Regions from separate parts of the Gossypium arboreum genome. Here region 2 is linked to region 1. Evidence: chromatin contacts called from public Hi-C data. All regions are on one chromosome and are shown on one strand. Each heading gives the region's core, a stretch centred on a gene start, on an enhancer-like site or on the middle of the called end of the contact. The rest is flanking DNA. Distances are from core to core; before and after follow the strand shown. Region 1 overlaps LOC108464285 (probable acyl-activating enzyme 16, chloroplastic). Region 2 holds the start of LOC108464107 (S-adenosylmethionine decarboxylase proenzyme-like).

The links. Hi-C and Micro-C count contacts between places; a contact is called where the count stands out from the background.
Region 2: a Hi-C map of leaf shows a contact between it and region 1, with 1.9 times the contacts expected there. The contact joins the promoter of LOC108464107 here to the enhancer-like site in region 1. A contact is called at or near these places in 2 of 5 Hi-C or Micro-C datasets (both in leaf).

The regions. Positions count from the first base shown.
Region 1 is chr13:68,871,090-68,878,291 of ASM2569848v2, forward strand. It overlaps LOC108464285 (probable acyl-activating enzyme 16, chloroplastic), which reads right to left. Exons shown (of 4, transcript XR_008277438.1): 4 at 5,338-7,181. Among protein-coding and RNA genes, the nearest start is that of LOC108464285, 5.3 kb to the right of the region's middle. Within about 2 kb of position 3,517, at least 2 of the 2 cell types and tissues checked have an H3K27ac peak or open chromatin away from gene starts, as enhancers often do. A contact at or near this core is called in leaf, where this site is marked.
Region 2 is chr13:68,904,944-68,912,212 of ASM2569848v2, forward strand. It overlaps LOC108464107 (S-adenosylmethionine decarboxylase proenzyme-like), which reads left to right and starts at 5,355. Exons shown (of 4, transcript XM_017764204.2): 1 at 5,355-5,484; 2 at 5,631-5,697; 3 at 6,344-6,495; 4 at 6,597-7,269. The coding sequence starts at 6,836.

The DNA of each region.
Region 1 (7,202 bases), core at 2,267-4,766:
CGGAAGCCCCGTATGAACCTTAAGAATAGTTAGGATACATATGTCATGACATAGGATTCTGATATATGTGTGCGAGTAAGACCATGGCATCGTTATGTGATTCCAATATGTGTTTATGAGTAAGACCCTGTCTGAGACAGTGGCATCGATATGTGACTACATGTAAGACCATGTCTGGGACGTTGGCATTGTACAACTTGTGTGATTATCCGAGTATCCTATCTAATTCTGAATGGTTCATCGGACAAAGGTAAATTGGGTACGAGTGTGTATTACGAGTTAAACGGCCAGGTATGAGTTAGTTTGTTGGCTATTAATGATAAGATAAGTTTATACTTGATATTTGTTTGTTCATGTGAAGTTGATATTAATAAATTTAAGTGATGTTGGTATGTGAATTCGGCTTTGTGATTTTAAAAGTTGAGCATCAAGAAATGATTCATAATTATATGCAAGTGTGTGATTATATATATAAATGGCCCTGTTGGTGATATACATATATATATATATAAATATTTATGCGATATTATATTGCGATTTACTAGCTTATGTAAAAAGTATATGCAGGTTTGATTATAATATAATTAGTTGTTTGGAAAGTTGAATGATAATAAGACAATTTGGCCTTTTGACCATTCGGCCAAAATAATGTCCATGTGCGAATGTATTCATGGGGATTTATATACAAGTTTTAAGTTGAGATTAAATGGTATATAGTTTTTATTTACAATGTATCAGCCTAATTGAGTTGAACACTTTGTTAGGTCAATTATTTGCTTATGACTTGCTAAGCTATAATAGCTTACTGTGTGTATATTTGTTTTTGTTTTTTTTTTTAGATTTTGGAAATTAAGTTACAAACTCGGGGATCGTCAGCGAGGCTCATCACACTATCTACTATTTTGGGTACCTTTATAAGTTAAATACGAATTATGGCATGTATAGACTATAGTGTGCTTGACTTGATGAATTTTGGTTTTGTATAAAAGCCATGCAAAAATGGCTAAACCTTTAAGTTGAATTCGGTTATGTTAAGTATGAGCTATGTCTATCTTGGTTTTATAGTTACATGCTAGAATATTTAAAATGTTACGATAGGTATTATATGCTTGAAAACGGTTTGCTTTTTATGTCTAAATTTGGTCTTACATGTTCTTGGTTAAAAGATTTAATGAGCTTGATTGATGATAAAATTGCTAGTGGGAACTTGGATGGGTATGTGGTGTTAGGTGAATAAATTCGATTATGAGAATAAAAGAATAATATGTATTTAGTGTATTATATAATAAATGGTGATAGAAATATAAAATGTGGAACGATAAAAAAGTGTTGGATAGATATATATTAGCTTAGTTGGTTGCGCAATATGTACATGTTTATTATTAGTATATTTGGTCATAGTGCAATGTATTAAACATTTATATGTGATTACTTATTAAATTATATAATATGATTATATGATTAGACATAGTTACTAAGAATCTGCTTTTAATGTTAAACCATGGATGACATTAAATGATCAATAGTTAAGATCTCCAAACTACTATTTTGTCATTTAATACATAACTTTAGGTGTATATATATATATATATAAGTGTATTTTTAATGATGTGTGCATAAAATAGTTAAATTTGCGAGACTAAATATTTATATTGTAATGATTATAGTAGGTATGAATAATCTTTAATGATTAATACTTAAAGGAATTATATGGAAATGCATTATTATTATCATGAGGTTTTTCATTTTGAGTAAGTCAAGCAAGTTCGACTTGTCTATTACCTAAGTCGCATATATAGTGGTTTAAGATTTGTATTATGGCTTACTAAGTTCAATATATATATATATATCTTTGAATGTGATTTGGTGACTATATAAATAATTGTGTAACTGGTATTAGAAGTAGGTTTGATTGATAATAGTTAATATCAGGTTTATTAATGCATTGAGTCAGTAAGCAATTCGTTGAGTTTAGTTGTGACTTATATATGCAAGATATATATCATTATGTCCTGAAATGTGAACTGATCTTATTTTAATTATGAATGAATTTGACTTGATTGAATACGTATGAATGTTTGGATTTGAACTGTTGATCAGAGATGCTTCATAATTTTAATCCGGCGTCGGATGCGGACTAGGGGTGTTACACGACGTTAGCTACGAAATAAAACAATTAAATCACATTAATATTACACATTAAATTTTCACATTAAAATTTCAATTTTCACACTATATTTTACTTATTCTTCAATTTAGTCCCTAAACCAAGATTAATTTTAATCATCACATTTAACTTGTTTTTTTTACTAATTTCACTCTAAACCACATTGCAATTCGACTCTATAATTTAAAAATTTTCACAATTTAGCCCCCTATTGTTCAAAATCAACAATTAATTCCATAATTTACTCCTTTTTCATTTCTAACTTAAATATCTATCTATTTAATCTCTAATACTTAAACTATTCAACAATTTCAAAATCTAAAATCTTGAACAATACTAAAAATTACAATATGGGTCGGGTAGCCCTAAGTACTGGGATTCTAAAAATATAAAAATTACAAAAAAATGGGACTAAATTGACTAACAAATTGAAATTTGAAAGCTTAAAGCCCTTACGTCGTGTGTTCTCTCCTTTCGCCCTTTATTTTCTTTTTTTCTTTCTTTTTCTTTCTTAATTTTGCATGTTTCCACTTACTTTTATTATTTCTTTTATTATAACTTCAATTTTAATTATTATTATAATAAATATATATACATGCATTTTTACTTAGCCACATTCGGCCACCTATACACAACCATTTACTAAATGGTTTAATTTCCATTTTAGCCCCTTTAGTTTATTTCAATTATAATTCAACTTTACCCTATACACGATTTAGTCCTTATACTTAATAACTTTTAATTCATGCAATTTCACTTAACCGAAACCTAATTAACTATACAACTAACTTCGTAAATATTTATTATTTACAAGTCCAATTTACGGGAATGGAGCCCCGAAAATATATTTTTCGACACCCTTAACTATCGAGTCGTTATAGTAATTAGATGAGAAAAAGAAGGATATAGATAAGAAATATAAGGGCTATTAAGTAAACCAGACAAGCAAAAGGTTTGTGGAATTATGAACTTCCCTCTCAATGTTCTGGTTATTTATAACCAAAAGCATGTATAAGAAGTTGTGGAAAATTTAAGAGTGGTAAAGGAACCATTCAAGTCCACTAGTGCATGAATGAAACCTGTTGGCATCGAAAGAAGAAAAGTCCTTTAATATTCTCGATGAAGGGATATAAGCCAGTTGTTACCATTATTGTGTAACTATCAGGTAAGTAGAGTAAGTTCCAAGTCAGTCAAACAACAATCATTTTGTAAATGGCTGATAAGTTGTCATTACCATTGAAATAAAACTCTAGAATTAGAGTGGTAACTCTGGTACCTCAAGGTAGTAGCAAAAATACTCTATGGGCGAGCTTAGTCGCCTTGTGGCGTGAAGGAAGTAGCCCGCTAGATGGGCGAAGTTAGCACATGAAAAAAAGTAGGAATTACGAGAGTATCCGTTAGAATTGAAATCAAGAAGATGTCAGTCAAGCAGTGTTCGCCTAGAGCGTATGCCAATTTAAGATTGTGAAGAAACTCTATGGATTGGGGGTATCCAACAACGGAATGGTCTGATATTCACAAATTATAGGGGGCAGGTATAAAGCGAATGTACGATTGGATAAGTCATGTCGAGGGTTCCGGTAAGAATGAAAGGTGATTACTATCGTGAACCATATGAGGGCAGAGAAGGGGAATATTTCCTTTGAGTCTTCTTTTGAGGCTGATCGTGAAAAGAAATTTCGAGAATAAAATTTTCTTTTAGGTTGGGAGAGTTGTCGCAACCGATTTTCTTTAAGCCTAGAAGTTAGGAATAATTGAGTGTTAAATTAAAAGAAATTGACGTTTTTTAATGAAAAAATAGGAAAATTTAGTGCCTGATTTGGACATAGTGAAGTTTCAATTTTTGTTCAATTGGATGAGAATCAACTGGTTCTTTAGTGGGAGATAAAATAATTGCCAATGGATGGTTTTGATTTAGTGGGAGATAAAATAATTGCCAATGGATAGTTTTGATATGGTTGAAGACTGTGCGTAAAGGTTTATAAATAGCTAAGAAATGAATTCTCAGGGTGAATTATTCTTAATTCTACTTTATTTTCTTCTCTTATTCATCTGCTTCTTTGGTTGTTCCAAAGAAAAGATAATTACGGGAAGCTCAGTATGGAGCGATAATCATGAGTTTTTAAGTCAGAAAAGTGGGGAATCTAGCGAGCTGATAAGGTTCTAAGTCTTTTGGTGTTCTTTAATTTAAGAAATGAAGTTAAGAATTTCAGAACCTTTGAAGGGTTCTACATGTTTCTGGTAATTGAGTTGCTAAGACATACAACCGCCACAATATTGTAGCAATAGTTTTAGACCATAAATTGTCGAACATGGATACAATCTGTGAAGGTTCCTTCAGATTTCTTGTTAGGCATAGTGCCTATTGATCAAATAAAAATCAAAAGGCAAAAATGAGTTGAAACAACTAACAAACATTAGAATTCATCTACTTTGATCGTTTGGAGCGAAAAAGACAGTCACAGGACCATATGAGTGCACCAACACTCACTACATGTGACATTAAAAGCACGCATTTTATATGGGTATGTTTGACTTTTTCTTTTTTGGTAAATTTTTCACTATATTAACCCAACTCTTCATTTTGCCTAAATAACTACTGTCTGTACTACTGTGTTTTAACTACTGTATCTGAATTTATCTCCAACACATGCTCGAACATGGGCATCAAGATATGGTCCTCCAAGAGTCCTCCAAATACATTCAATTCTAGAAAAAATTAAAAATACTCAAGTCAGATGCCTATGTCCAACACTTACACCCGAGTCCGAGTTAACATAACCTTTTCATGTATTTGGAACCTTTTCATGTTTTTGGAGGGTCATATGCTAGATCCAGGTCCGGGAATGTGTTAAACATTGATACTTCAAGAAAAATGAAAATTAAAGCAAGACAGGATACAGTATTTAATTTGCATTATTCAGTTTGGTCGATTCCACCGACTACTAGACAAGTCACCATATTCTGCAGAAAGCGTTATCAACTTGTCAAACGAATTCTTGATAAGCAGAACCATGTTTAACCTTGAATGTACATTTAACAGAATTTTAACAATTTATACAAAGGCACAATTGCTTAAACAAATTCATTAGAAATGAAGTTATATGGTCATAGTTGAACTTTAGGCATTATATCCATAAAAGAAATATGGGTATCAGGTTAAACTGGCATTTTAATCCCCATTTCTCTCAATTTTTTGGGCATTAATGAATGACTTTAAGCCATGGAAGAGTGCATAAGAACATAAAGCATTAACAAGGAATCTGCAGAATTCAACTTTAGTTTCACAAAAATTGCCATCACCTCAAATTATCTTCAACTCCGTGTATGCCAAGCTGATCCTTATGAATGAAAATACTATTAATTTAATAGCATTGGGGCTGGAAGATATCTGCTTTTGAATTCCACTACAAGGTAATCCAAAAATATTTTAAAAGCAACATTTAGAATCAAATAGTTTCCCTACACAATAAGTTTAACCAGAGATCGGTCATAATAGTATAATTAGCATTTAATTTGGATAATTTAAACATGAAGATGAATCCAACATACAGAATGAAGGGGAATATTTATCACAAGAAAATTATTTCGATTCATCAGAGTAAGTAATTTCTTTAATCAACTAATCATGCATGGCTCAACCATCTAGAATTAATCTAAAATTACAAACGTGTAACTCTCGTATCTAAAAAATGAACATCAATAATAGGGGTAAAAACCAGATACATGTGCCCATAAGTCACTTGGATTCGGCTACAAGTAAAACTCAAATCAATTCAGTCATTGTCAAGTTGAACTCAAGCTTGATAGCCTTACTTGGATTTGGCAAAGAGAAGAAAAAAAAACTCAAATCAGTCATCTTCAAGTTGAGCTCAAGCTTGAGCCATCAAGCGACTTGAACCTTTTATCTTTAGTTAATATTGAAAAATTTCAATTTGAACTCAAGCTTGAGCACAAATAAGTAAGTTTGAACTTGAGCATGGGAATCAAGCTCATTTTTTACTAGGTAAACAAGCCAAATCAAGTGAACTTGAGCAGTTCGATCTTTACACTCAAGTTTTTGAAAAATGAAACTCAATCGAACTCAAGCAGCGCTTTAATCTTCAAAGTTCAAGTTGAGCTTAAGATCGAGCTTTTAAAAACTTTAGCTCGACACAACTCATTTGCACCCCTATTCAAGATCCCATTCTTGTGGAAAAATTATTTCATGAACCATTTCCACAACATCATCAATGATCCCACCAATTAAAACCATCTACCTCGCATACCTTACATTTTTCTCTCCATGTTAGCTTTTTCTTACGGGTGATTACTTGGAATTTTTTATCTGACTATACAAATTCCACAGAACAATTATACCACAATATAGTTTATAATATTCATTGGGAATGCAACATGACCGAAAACTGATGGAACACATAAAATTACAAGACATATGGATGCAATGCAACATAAACAATTAACTTTTTTTTTTCTTTTTGTTTATTAAAGAGAACTCAATTGCCTGCACAGACAAATATAATAGTAATATATAGTTGTTGCAAAGATAAAAATTCCAACGAAGCTAATTAATTAAGATCATCGATGTCCCAACTCCCAAGTAAATGACATACCTATAGAATGTTTCATACACTAAAGGTACTGAAATCATGTAATTTGGCTTATAATTTCTCAAATCATCCTACAAAACAAAATAAAAATATACATAATCAACATATTTAAATTACTAATAAACTAACAATTAAGCAAAGAAGAGAATCATTGAATGTACTAGTGAACATGGTACAACTTAAGTCAAAGTGATTCATATTTATCAATTTATTCTATATAAATTTAAAGACTGTAAACCTAAAATAAACAAAACCTTCAAAGTTCTCACAGTTGTATATACTTGCTCAATTCCATGCGTACATACGAAATACTAACAAGCCCGCTCATATGTGTGCCAAGTAGGAAGCATACTTAGAAATCTATCCCCCGCTTTAGCAGGTCCAAGAACCCCCAAATTTTCTATCTGGAAAACGAAACACACAAC
Region 2 (7,269 bases), core at 4,105-6,604, 36 kb after region 1:
CCCTCCTTTTCATTCCTTATAGTTTTGACAAGCCAGCTCGAAAATCGGGAACGGTCAGAGGCTCGCTCACACTATCCGTATACTATCTTGGCATAATGGCTTGTATATTTTGAGTATGGCATGTATAGCATTATAATCATTTTTTATATATGGTCTTATGATATGGTTATTGAGTGGTATGGAAATGCTTGGTAATGATTAGCCATTTGAATGGCTAACCATAATCATATTTGGTGTTATGTATATCAAATTTCTAGCTAATCCATGGAAACCATGAATAGATAAAATTTACCATAAAATAGATTCAGACAGCAGTAGTGACGTGAATTTGAAAAATCACTAAAAATATTAGAAATGAAATTAAATGATGAATAAGTTATGTATTCGAAGCTTGATGATCCTATTTTCATATGGAAGAAACGAAACAGGTAAATGAGTTATATTTTATGAGATATTTAAGTTTTAATAGAACAGGTTCAGAACGATCTCTGAATCCCCTGTTCTGATTTTAAAAATTCACCATAAATTGTACAAAAACAATTAGGAGTTTTTCCTTACATGTATGAAATCCTTATTAAGTTTAGTTTTATTAGGAACAAACAGTATAGTCATTGAAACTCTGTACAGGGAGATATCTGATTCATAATACACAGGGGTCAGAGTAGTCGAACCCTGAAATAGGGGAAGTTTAACTAGTAAACTGTACTAATTGGCTCTACCAAAAAATTATAGAAAAAAAATTAATAGATAGATATATGAGTCTAGTTTCAGGAAAAATTTACGGATCTTAATTTCGAGTTTCAAAACTCAAGATATGAATTTTTAAGCGACTGTGACGCAGTTAGCCAGTTTGTCTGAAAATCTTAAAATGAATCGTATGAATTGTTTAATTAATGAATTAAGTTTAGTAACACCTCCAGCTCGACTCTGGCGACGGTCTCGGGTGTGAGGGCGTTACAGGCGTGTCTAAGACCGTGTGAGGCACACGGCCTGTTCACACGGGCGTGTGACCTTTTAAAAGTTGAAATTTTTTATAAGTTCTGAAACTTTCATATGTTATCGAATTGATCTTGAAAGCATGTTTTAGACTTCGTACGATCGTTTTAAGTTCACGTTGATATGAATGATCTATGTTTATTGAAATAAAAGGATATTTGATTTTTGATGGTTCTGATCTATGTTATGAGTCCAATAATGCCTCTTAACCTATTCCAGCGACGGTTATGGGTTAGGGGTGTTACAGAAGTTGTCTCGGAGTCCGCCACCTTGGGTAAAATGCGAACACCTAAGTGAAATAGGGATTTAGTGAATTAAAATTTATTATTTAAGTTAATACCTCCACAGGGAGGGGTTCAACATTTTCACATCTATATAAGTAGTATCAAGGAAACTCACTAAGTTTTGTTGAACTTACCAAAGCTTGCTTATGTTTGCAGACTCATTAGATGTGTAAGGATTTTTGGAAGGGAACCAACAAGACTGTGTTAAATCCAGGATCATCGTTGGTAAGTTGTCATGTCAATAGGAATGGGGTACCTTTAAAGGCTTTGCTTTAGGGTCGGACATATTGTAACTATACAGTTTTCCCTAGAGTCTGAAATTTCGAGTCAGCATTTTTTTAATTAAATTTTAAGCCTTTGATTGTAATGAGTATTAATTGTAACTTAAATAAACCACTATTTAAAATTATTAAGTATAAAAGTATGCAGTCAGGAAAGATCCTATTCAGTGTGACACTTTATAGCCAGAGATTCAGCGATCAGGTCGGGTGTGAATGTTACAAATCATGTCAACGTGATGAGGTGCCTTAATCAAGCCACGTTGCTGCATGGTAAGTCGTGTGGTCATGATGTGATAAATTGTCCGTTTTGTCTTATTTTTCTAACTTTGTAGTTTAGTCTTAAGTTTTAGACAGTGAAATTGGATTTTAAAATGCAATAAAATACTTTGAAAAAATTCATATATGAGATTTAAATGCCTAATTTTGTAAACGTAAAAATAATATTGTATTATGTTTATTCTAATGTTTTTTCATTCTTTCAATTTAGTCTTTAAAACTTGTTTTTAAAATTAACAGAGATTTGTAAATCGGGTTAAGTTGATTTCTTCAACAATATTACTAAAAGGTTTTTGAAGATGAAATGTATTTCAAAATTGTTAATATGCGAATGTTTCCATAAGTTGAATGTTAAATGACAATTTTTCCCTTTATTTCAATTTGAATGATTCTTGATAGTTAAAGCATGTAATTAAGTTTTGTTTGATATCCATAGTTATGTATGATTTAATTGCATGACTATGACTATTGTTATCAATCAAATAAGTAGGAAAAAATTATTTGTGCGTGTACATATTGGGATGTGTTTCGAGTCACTTTGGTGGTTAATGTGACGTTGTGGATTTGGGTCACATCGTCCCGAGGAAGTTTGGGGTGCCATAGGGGGAGTAACATTGTTATGATAATGTTAAGCAGGAGGAAGTATCTTAAACCCAAGAAGTGCCTATTGCTATAGGCACCAAATTTGCCCCCTCGAGCATGAAGAAAAGGGTAATTAATAAATTCAACTTCTCTATTGAATTCAATCATATATATTGAAACAAACTGCAAGCTAAAGCCAAAGTTTTGAGAAAGTTGATTGATAATCAAAGAGCTTTTATAGGCTGATCTACTTGCATTGCCTGGTAAAGATTAGTTTGGCATTTTGTTGATAAAAAAAGGAGAGATAAAAAGAAAGGATGCTTGATGATGAGGCTAGAAACTATTCTTGAAAGGGGGACTGCTAAAAGAGGGAGATATTTTGGGAAATTTTGTTGCAACATTGAGAAATGAAGTTTTCAATTTTTAGTTTGTTTTCTTCGATTGAGAAATGAAGTTTTCAATTTTTAGTTTGTTTGCTTCTGCTGCTGCTACTTCCTTTTTATTTTGATACTGCTGGTGAACGGATTTTGAACTCCTAGAGAACTGGTTTTGCTTATGGATTTCATTTACTTTGATGCATTAGGTCCTTACTTGGTTAGCTTATTTACTTTGATGCATTAGGTCCTTACTTGGTTAGCTTACTTAGTTATAATTATGGTTGGTTGGTTGGTTATTAATGCGAATTCAACTAAGCATTGATGATTAATTTACTTAATCATTTTCTAAGTTAAGTCTATTAAGTTAATGAGAGTATGCTAAAGGGGAGCTGAGGTTATTTAATGTTAGAGCTTCTTGCTTTGTGTATGTTTTGTTCAACAAATTGTCAATGGGGGAGATTGTTGAAAACATGAAACTGACAAATTGGTGCCAAAGGGAGTACCCACTCCCTTGCCCAACAAATTGTATGGAGATAGTTTTCATATTTTAAGGTGTTGGCAATTTATTAAATTGTTTGATTAGGCTATGCTGATTATATGCATGATATTTAGCCCATTATGGAAGATCATATAACCTAGGGAGTCATATATTGGTGATTGGATTGAATAAGATTACACTTATCTAATCCTTTGAATAAATGAAGTTGGATTGGATTGAATCTCTAAAGACTTAGCTACCAAGAATCCTTGTCTATCTTGTTCATTATTATTATATTGTATTCAGTTTATAATGTAACTGTTTTATAGAGGTTGTGATAGGTCTTGTTATGTAAGCAAGTCTCAATAAACTTTATATAATGGAGAGACTTATATAGACTTATGTATGGAGAGAGTTGAGCACTTAATCTATTCAAAGTGAGGAACCTTATTGAATGAGTACATATTGATAGTAAAACCTTTGTGTTGTGGTTTTACTTGCTAAATTCACAATTGGTGAATTTAGTGATGAACGTATCTAATCTTCAAGGTACAATTGTGAGGAAACTTGTCATAGGGTGTGTGGTAGTTTAGGATAATTTATTTTAAGTATTGAAGACAATAAATGTTTCTCATAAGCTAAGCTCTGCATATGTAAAGAAACTAAAATACATAAACAATATTTTTTTGTGTTTTATTTATTTGTTGTTTGGTGCTTAAAGGAATACCACTACCTTATGCACCAATTTAATTGTGAAGTTTCTATTTTTAGCAATGCCTTTTTTAGCTAACAGTATATATGATTTTAAAAATAAGTTGACTTGTCATGTGTTGGTTGCTTGTAAATTAATACGTGATAATTCAACATTCAACCTAAATTTTTAAAAAAAAATTAAAGTGTGACACGTTTCACATGTGCAAATAACTAATCATCTCACATGATAAGTTTACTATTTGAGAGAAAATTTATTTTACTTTCTTTTAAATTATAATTAATATTAGAATAATAATATTTTTTCATATTTTTATATGACCTTTAAATAATACAATTAAAAATAAAAAATTTAAGAATTCAACACGTTTAATAATATTAAAATACAATTTTATTATTACTCTAATTATTTTTTAGTTAAATAAATTTCAAAAGATAAAATCTAGTTGACATTATTTTCTAACTAATTCTTTAATTTACTACTATTTTTTATAATAAAACCCCAATCCCGAAAAAGAAGGAAATAAAATCAATAATTACTTATTTATAAGAGTTTTTCAAACTAATATTCTTAATTCTTTAAAAAATTAATTTATAGAATAGTAACAAATAGTAATAATTTTAAAATTACTTTTAGAAATTCGAGAACAAAGTTCTAATTATTATAATAATAAAAGAAAATGACTTTTAAATAAAATTGAAAAAAGAATATTCCGAAAGAGGAAATAAATAAATAAAGCAAAGCAAAGCAGTGATGTGGAAAATTACAGGTGAAGAGCCAGGTACGTGTCAAAATAATGGGTGAATAGGAATCGTATCACCGTAAGTGCCATCATTCATACAAATCTCTTCCTCACTTCAAACTTCCTTAATTCACTCAATTGACCATTTTGGTCATCTTCCAATTAACCAGATCTCTACTCTTTTTTAGATTTTAATTTAATCCCTTTATTTTTAAATTTAATAATTTATTTTTAATTGGTCAACTAACCAATTTAAAAATGCATGGGGCTTTTTCTGAAACAACAGGGAATGATATTAAAACCCCATAGTCGGTATGGAAAATAATACATTTCTACCGGTTTTTATTTTTTTATTTTTCACACATAATATTAATCACGTAAATTTTTAATTTTAAAATATGAACTAATTTTTTTATTTAAATCATAATATAAATTTAATAAAAATTTAAAATTAGTTGCGAAATTCACGCCTCATACGCAGTCAGTTTTCAGCTAATAATGGATTCATAAAATAATAAACCAAAATAAGAGTTAAAAAAAAAAAACTGAAACGTCCCTGTAAAACGGAGGGTCAAGACCGTAATTTTGTCGTGAAGTCACGAGGAAAAGCCCTACCTTCCTGCCCTATATAAATTGGACCCTTCCACCACAGAACCATATTCTCATTATTTGCGTGAACTGCGAGAAGTGAGAAACTATTGTAAACCTCTCATAATATTCTGAGCTTTTTTTTTTCTTTTTGTTTCGTATAATTTTGTAAGTATTTCTTTTCTTTTTCGCAATTTTTGTAATTATATTTTTTTCTTTTTGCTTTGTTCGTAATGTTCTTTAAATAAAAGAAAATCATCGATTCTTTTTCTTGTATCTTCATATGCGATGAGTTTTCTTTTCGTTTTTTGAAGGATCTGAGCCAAGGTTGATAATCGAGTTTTTATAAGAGGTTGATCCTGGCATTCCAAAATTTGAATTGTGAGTATTTCTTCTTCCGATCTTTTATTTGTTTATCGTATTGATGATATCTTTATGATGCAATCTTGGAGGCGATAAAATACTACTAATTTATAATAATATTATTTATAGATATGTAATTTTGCACGAAAAGAGTACAGTTTAAATTTAAGATGTTATTTATTTATTTGAATAAGATTGTTATATTTGTCTTCATGTTTCTTGTACCTTCTATAAATTTGTTTTACTTTATATTTTCTTAAAAATTACAGTATTTTGAATGCTAGCTTTTGTTGCCTCTATAGTTTTAATTTTCTTGCTTCTTGCCAAAGTCATTATTTTTTTTCTTTCTTTTCTTTTGTGTTTTTTTTTAAATAAATTACGATGATGTTCGAGTTTTGAACTTAAACATGCTGTGATTTTTTTGATACTTCAATGCATATTTTGTTTGAATTTCTAAATACTTTCAACATATATCCTGTTTCATGGTTTTCTGGATACTTGAATCTATATGCGGTTTCATGATTTCCGTATACTTAAAAGAATATGATGTTTCATGATTAGAATTGTTTTTTTCCAGAGCTCAAGGTATTGATTTATCAATTCCGTTCTTGATACGTGCATGTTTCATCTGACCTGTTTGTTCTGTTTTCTAATTGTAATTTAGGTGTGGCTGAATGATCTATGGAGACTAAGGGAGGGAAAAAGAAGTCTAGTAGTAGTAAGTCATTATTCTACGAAGCTCCTCTCGGTTACAGCATTGAAGACGTTCGACCAAACGGTGGAATCAAGAAGTTCAGATCTGCTGCTTACTCCAACGTAAGTGGTTGGCATATATTTGAGTTTTGTAGATCATGAACAACGCAATTGTACTTGCATAAATCATTTGATGCTGACAAATCTTGTTCCTTATTTTGCAGTGCGCTCGCAAACCATCCTGATATTCGTAACGCAAGTGCGCCCTTCTGACCACTGTTAAAGTGGTCAATTTATTTTTATTTGCTTTATTACTTAGTATTAGTATCTATCTTCGGCCGGCTTCCTCCCCCGCTCTCCTTGCAACTGTTTTCTTTTTATCTACGATCTCCTCACTTGGCGCCTGTCTACTTTCTTTGTTTCTAAGAAACCCTGTTCTGGTATTTCCTTGGGCGACTTCACAATGGCGGTATCTGTAATTGGATTTGAGGGTTATGAAAAGAGGCTCGAGATTTCATTTTTTGAGCCTGGTGCCTTGGTTGACCCTGAAGGAAAGGGTCTCAGATCATTGTCGAGAGCCCAGCTGGATGAGATTCTAGGACCAGCTGAGTGCACTATAGTTTCTTCACTATCAAACTATCATTTGGACTCCTATGTCCTTTCTGAGTCTAGCCTCTTTGTATATCCATACAAGATCATCATCAAAACCTGCGGGACAACAAAGCTACTTCTTTCGATCCCACCCATCCTGAAGTTGGCGGGTAGCCTTTCTCTTACAGTAAAATCTGTTCGGTACACTCGTGGGAGTTTTATCTTCCCTGCTGCTCAGCCATATCCTCATCGTTACTTCACTGAAGAAGTTGTTATTCTTGATAGCTATTTTGGCAAGCTTGGCGC